Linked DNA regions of Ovis aries: region 2 is linked to region 1. The links are chromatin contacts, called in public Hi-C maps. All regions are on one chromosome and are shown on one strand. The core of a region is the stretch at or near the end of the contact, and the rest is flanking DNA. Distances in the headings are between cores, read along the strand shown.

Region 1 (3,235 bases), core at 312-2,811:
GTACCCTAATGATGTGACCTGCTGATGGTCATGTATTTTTACTGTATTTTTAAAATGAAACATCTTATATGAATAATTCTATTTAAGCGGATAACAACCTAATTTTGAACAAAATTTGACATTTAGACACTAACTCCCATTTTATGATTTCGATGTCACAATTTACAACCTTTAAAAATTCTATTTCCATTAACCAATTGTATTATAGTTTTAGTTATTTTTAATACTTTTGTCCTTTAACTTTCATTCTAGTGTTATAAATGATCTATTCACCACCATTATGATGTTAGTATAATCAGGACTTTATATATTTACCTTTACAGATGAGTTATATCTTTGTTTTGTTTTCCTGCTACTAAATAGTGTCTTCGTTTCAGCTTGAAGAACTCCCTTTAACAATTTCTTGAAGGCTAGTCGAAGGGTGATGAACTTGTCTTCAGCTTTTGTTTGTCTAGAAAATTCTTTATCTCTCCTTCAGTCATGAAGCAAAACCTTGTCTGATAATGTATTCCTGATTGGCAAGTTTTTTTTTTTTTCTTTCTTTCAGGATTTTGAATATATCATACCACTCCCTTCTGGCCTGTAAAGTTGCTGATGAAAAATCTGCTGATAGTCTTATGAGGATTCCCATGTATATGAATAAGTCGCTTTTTTCTTGCTACTTTTAAAAGTCTTTCCCTGGCTTTAGCTTTTGACAATTTAATTATAAAATGTATAGGTGTGAGTCTAGGAGAAGTTAATTCCAGAACCTCTACCAGAAGGTCTGTCTGGTTGTGTGAAGGGTCTTGGTATGCAATGACTCACAACCAAACTTTCCACTGGTGTGCCATAGAGAAGAAGTCAGCCCAAACCCAGAGTAGATGTAAGGTGGTTTCAGAGCCATCAGGACACTGGCTGTGTAGATACAAGATGAACTGAGACCCTCACTGAGAGGCAAAGTCTGAATCGCAGAAGACGTATTTCTTTTCAAGTAGTATGAGACCCTTCCTTATTCCTTTTCCTTTTCTTTCCCTCAAGTGTCTCAGATGGGAGATTTTTGATCTGTTCCACAAATATTAAAATAAAAATGATTATTTTTTCGAGGAAATAAAATCATAGACTGCATATTAAATTTGCTTCTTCTGATCTTGCTTAAATACACCAAGAATGAACCAGGAGTCCAGCTTCAAGAATGTGAAAGGTTGGATTCTCACATATTCCTTTCTCTTTGCCCCTTACATCATCCTTCCCAGGAAGCAAGAGGATGGTATTAATGGCTGCCTCTCTGTAGCACGTGAGGAACATACGTTCTTCAAAATGTAGTTGCTGGTACAGGAAGTGGCAGCTTAAACTAAGGCAGGAATATTCTTGAAACAACCTCTTTCTCCAGATGGTCTTCCCCACTCCATGACCTACTTTATGTTCAGGAGGCTGGAAACTCTCTCTTTTCTGAGGATCATTTGTTTTTCCCAGGGATCTAATACTATGTCAGTTCAACATGGTAATGAAAAAACCGTAATATGCACGGGACTTTACAGTCACTTCAATAACATTTTCCCTGTGTTTATGCAGTTCAGCCCAATGACCTCTAGGTGGTGGTAAAGGTTCCAACCAGTTCTTATGACCAGATTGAATGGCTGTCCTCATATTGCTCTACTGCTGCGGCTGCTGCTAAGTCGCTTCAGTCGTGTCCGACTCTGTGCGACCCCACAGATGGCCGCTCACCAGGCTCCCCCGTCCCTGGGATTCTCCAGGCAAGAACACTGGAGTGGGTTGCCATTTCCTTCTCCAATGCATGAAAGTGAAAAGTGAAAGTAAAGTCGCTCAGTCATGCCTGACTCTTAGTGACCCCATGGACTGCAGCCTACCAGGCTCCTCCGTCCATGGGATTTTCCAGGCAAGAGTACTGGAGTGGGGTACCATTGCCTTCTCCGCTCTACAGGGTCTTAAAAAGCTAATTGACAGGACTTGGAGGAAGTGGACTGCTCTCTCGTGGTTTCAGTATCACCTTTATTCCCCCTGATTCTCAGCAGAATGTGTTTTTACTGCACATTTACATTTACTAAATGCCTACTAACAATTTTCTGGTATATTGCTCATTTGTGTCACTGCAACAAAACGAGCATGGACTTTGGAACTGGCACGCTGGAGTTGGACTCCTGGTTAGGCTGCCTACTAACCTACTGACCTCAGGCAAGTTGCTCTTGGACACAGGATTCCTTGGCTGAAAAATAGCATTCTCACCACAATCTAATTCCATACTGTTGTATGAAGAATCGAGTGCTTAAGAGGCATTCAATTTTGTTTTTATTTCCTTTTGCTGATGAGGAATTAGAGGATGTTATAGGTTCCATATGTATGTTTTATACAACCAATCTACAGCTCTAATGAGATGACATAAACTAAATGGTAATTGCAACCATTACAGTAAACTCGATTCCAACATATTTCTACTTTCATGGAAATAAACTTGGGTTAGTTCCCTTCTCTATTTGCTTGAAGGGTGCAACTTTACATATCCTCAGGTTTGGACTGGCTTCTTCTCAAAGATGGTCCTTTGGAGAGTTAACTCCTCCCCCCCCCCCCAACCCGCCCCCGAAGAAAACCAGGTATAGCTATGCCAATTCAAGCCATAAGATTTTGATACTGCCATTTGTTATATGAAAGATTCATTTGCCTAGGAAAATTAGCTGAAAGCTTTAAACATCTATTTTAAGTTGTTTTTATGGCAATATGTCAACTAGAGTATTTTTTCTTTCCAGCTCATGTATAACTTTTGAAGATTCCAAAAAGTAGGCATGAGGTATGAATTCAACTTTTGAGAGGTAAAGGTGCCCAGAGTAGGAAAGCTCATACATAGCAGAGGTAGAATTTGATTTCAGGTTTTTAAGATTCCAGATCACATACAGCATTCACCGTTGTACTGTGAGAGGTGTTGACGCAGTACAAAAGTAGTCAGGGCTTTGATCACAAAGGTCTTGGAATCCCCAGCACAACAGGGCAGGCTAGAGTGGGGATCATACCCCTCACTGAATCAACTGCCCTGAACTAGCAAATCTTAGTAGAAACCCATTTCTTTTGTCTCCCCTATTCTAATTCAAGAGATGCTCTCTCTTTTAGAAGAAACACCATGAGGGCTGATTCCTTGACCAGCTACTATTTTCCTTCAACTAACCAAGAATCTTTCATCCCAAGTGCAGCCCAGTGGGGAGGGAGGGAAGAGACAACGGGTATTGAGGAAGGTGGGGAGGAAGAG
Region 2 (3,235 bases), core at 263-2,762, 260 kb after region 1:
GTTTAAAATTTATGCAAAGACAGTTCATCCGTAATTATGCATGTATTATACCTTTGGGCATATGAAATGTAAGACAATTTTCTATAATTTTTAAGGGCAAGGTAACAGATGACTTTTCAGACTCTTTTCCAGAGGCTATCAACAAATAGGTTTTTTCTTTTTTCTTCAAGGAAATAATTTTCAAACTTATTTCCCTTAGGAGGTACCCCAGGGACCTCAGAGGGTGTTAGAGGTGGTGAAAGAAGGTATTATGTTTAATCCTTCAACTCACTTCACACAGAGTATTATACTGTTTCTAATAGAGACATTCTTCACAAAGTTTGGGGTTTACCATGACCAGAACACAGATAGAAAACCATTGCTTTAAGACAACTTATAAGGTGTCTGTCTCAAGATATATAGGAAGGTATGTTGAAATTCTCAGAAGCCATGTCAAAACAAGTTAAGTCATTTCAACTTTTAAAAAAATTATGCAACTGTTCTATTTTAGGATGAATATGGTGATTCCCAAAATGAAAAGCAGTAATAGATTATGTAAGTTGAGCATGGTTATTACAAGGAACTCACTCGAGACACCTTTGTTTCTGTGTGTTTGTGTCTATATATGTTGGGCCACCTGAGTCCCCATAACTAATCCTTGCTTGTCCTCAAGTGAAGTTACAGGAATGCTGATAGTATTTCATACCTTCCCTTATGTTGCTTCAAAGAATTTCTCCACCCTACTTCTTTGTCAGTTTGAACCAGTTGACTTGGTTTGCCTGACTTCATGGCAGTTCACTGGCTTGTGGGAGCATCCCAACCTCTCTGCCTGTCTGCTCTGACCTTGCTATTTCAGACTGTGATTATTAGATTCCCAGGTTGCCCTCATTCAAGACTGCATCCAGATCTCTTTTACCAAACTCTTCTCCCAACCAGCCTCAATTCTCAAACCCTCATCCTACATGAGGTTATCAAGGAAAGAGCTCAGAGTAGACTTACTCCACCAAAATGGAAGCACCTTTCACTCTAGATTTTAATCCTGAGCAAAACATTATGAATCAAAGAACAGCACGTCTTTAAAGGAACGTAGACGAGATGGTGATTCAGTCCCGTGATTTTTCCTACCCTCTCCCCAAATCTCGGCTTTTTTAAAGAAATGACCTCTAGAAAAGAATTTACCACCTTCCTAAGATTCAATAATCGTTCTTCTACTCCCTGGTAGGAAATTCATCAAATTCGTTTATATTTTAAAATTAGCTTTTAAAGTAGAAAACACATCTTTTTGCCACATCCTTGGAGACTAGTTGTTAAGACTATGAAATTTTAAAAATTGAATCAGCTATAAAGTCACAGGTCAGTTTATATCAGAAAATGAAATCACAGGCCAGTTCTAAGATTCAACCTGTATAGAATGGGGAAAATACTATTAACTCCCCTCTGGGGTTGGTCTGGAGTCTTAAATGGGTTCCTCTGTGTAAAGTGATTGGAACAGTCTGATGCATAGGAAACACTAAGTAACGTACTTTGTTCTGTGTGGTTATTGGTTGGCAGTGTTATTAGGAACAGGGCTTTGAGTGTTCTGCTCACCCAGTATGACCATACACTTTCAACCAGGTTGCCGAAAAATCACTAGCTAGGAAAGTGATGAATCATTTCCAGTTACAATCCAAATCAGCAGTTTCCTTTGTTCCCAGGACTTTGTTCCCTGGCACCACTCTTAAAGCTGCCAGCTTTTGTTTCTTTGCAAGAAAGAAACTAAAAAGAATTTTAAAATGCTTTTCTATTTCACCATTCCTGCTCCATCCCATGAGAGCCCAAACAAAGTACATCACATGTACGTGACATGGAAATTTTATTTTCCAGGAACAATTTTGGTTACATTTTGACATAGCACTTAGACTTACTAGACAAAGTCTCTCTTATTTACTTAACAAGTCCTTAAAATACTTCCAAACCTTATTTAGCTATGAGGCCTGATCAAATGCCCTCCTTTTTAAGATTTAATCTATTTCATTTAGCCCCAATTTATAAAGAACTCTTCAGGCATTTTTATTAAACATTTTCATGGTAATATTTAGAGTCTATTACTATTATTTAGCAACAAAGGAAGACATTTATCCTTAGAAAATGAAGTACACCACCCATCCACTGTTAACTCCCTTGCATTTATTTCATGGATGTTTTTTTTTTAATTAGAACTTGAGAGAGAACTCGGTAGATATGAGTCAGTGTAATGAAGTAGAAAGAATCCAACATTTGTAGTTAGAAGACTGGGTTTTCAATCCCAGCTCTGTTACACATCAGTTGTGTGGCCCTGGGCATATAAATCCTTTGACCTTTCTGAGTTTTTCCTTATCGATTAAATGGAAATGACAATTCCTGCTTCTCACTTCCTCCCACAGGTATTTTCAGGCACGAAGGTGGCCTGCTATGTAGAACTGGGACAATCTGAACTTGCCCCGCCAGCCTTGCTCTCAAGTCTCCTGACTTCTCCAGCTGGGTCTCCACCGGCCCCCCGCACGCTCAGAGGTTTCATAGCACCCTTACCTACATGTCGCCCTCTTGATTCAGGAGGGAAATATGCAGAATAAATTACCATTTATTCTTATTCACTGATGATTCCAGAGAAGTAATTCTGGGAGACCCCACCGGGCTTAATAAAATTTGAAAACAGATAAGTCTTCCAAACGTGATTATCTTCTAACCGTAATTCACTTAGGAAAAACTGCGATGTCCCCACTGAGTCCTGTTATCAGTCAGGTCACTGGGTCATTCAACAGAATGTCACTGCAAAAGTCATTTTTAAAGATCTCTCTCTCTCACACACACACACAATCTACATCCTGTTGGTAACTGTTAATGGTTGGATAATGAAGTTCTTTTAAAATTCTCAACCATTCCTTGTAAATAAGCTCTGGTAAAGCCAAATTTTAATAACACTTTTATTCATTCAGATCATACCTGCTTCATGTTGTAAGGCTTTATGAAGAGTCAGAAATTATTTGGGTAGTCACATATGCAAGATATATAGCTATAGATATATACACACATATAATTTAGTAATTTGAAATTATTTACCTAAAGTTGATTACACAAATAATGATCACATCTCTGTGCCATTACTTTATAGACCCAAACTAAGTCATTGAGACCAAACACACTTTAAAAAATTTTGGATGAATTTTTCTATCTGTAAAACTGAAAAGACCCATGAGATGCACTATTTTTTCAACAAATTATTTGTAGCCTGTTGTGA

Evidence for each region. Hi-C and Micro-C count contacts between places; a contact is called where the count stands out from the background.
Region 2: a Hi-C map of liver shows a contact between it and region 1, with 4 times the contacts expected there. The contact joins two enhancer-like sites. A contact is called at or near these places in 3 of 16 Hi-C or Micro-C datasets (liver and tail adipose tissue).

The regions. Positions count from the first base shown.
Region 1 is chr20:40,146,015-40,149,249 of ARS-UI_Ramb_v3.0, forward strand. No RefSeq gene overlaps it. Among named protein-coding and RNA genes, the nearest start is that of MYLIP, 51 kb to the right of the region's middle. Within about 2 kb of position 1,562, at least 7 of the 54 cell types and tissues checked have an H3K27ac peak or open chromatin away from gene starts, as enhancers often do. A contact at or near this core is called in liver, where this site is marked.
Region 2 is chr20:40,410,574-40,413,808 of ARS-UI_Ramb_v3.0, forward strand. LOC132658311 (a long non-coding RNA gene) reads left to right here. Exons shown (of 3, transcript XR_009597745.1): 3 at 2,382-2,643. It also overlaps a transcript of DTNBP1 not described here. Among named protein-coding and RNA genes, the nearest start is that of DTNBP1, 170 kb to the right of the region's middle. Within about 2 kb of position 1,513, at least 5 of the 54 cell types and tissues checked have an H3K27ac peak or open chromatin away from gene starts, as enhancers often do. A contact at or near this core is called in liver, where this site is marked.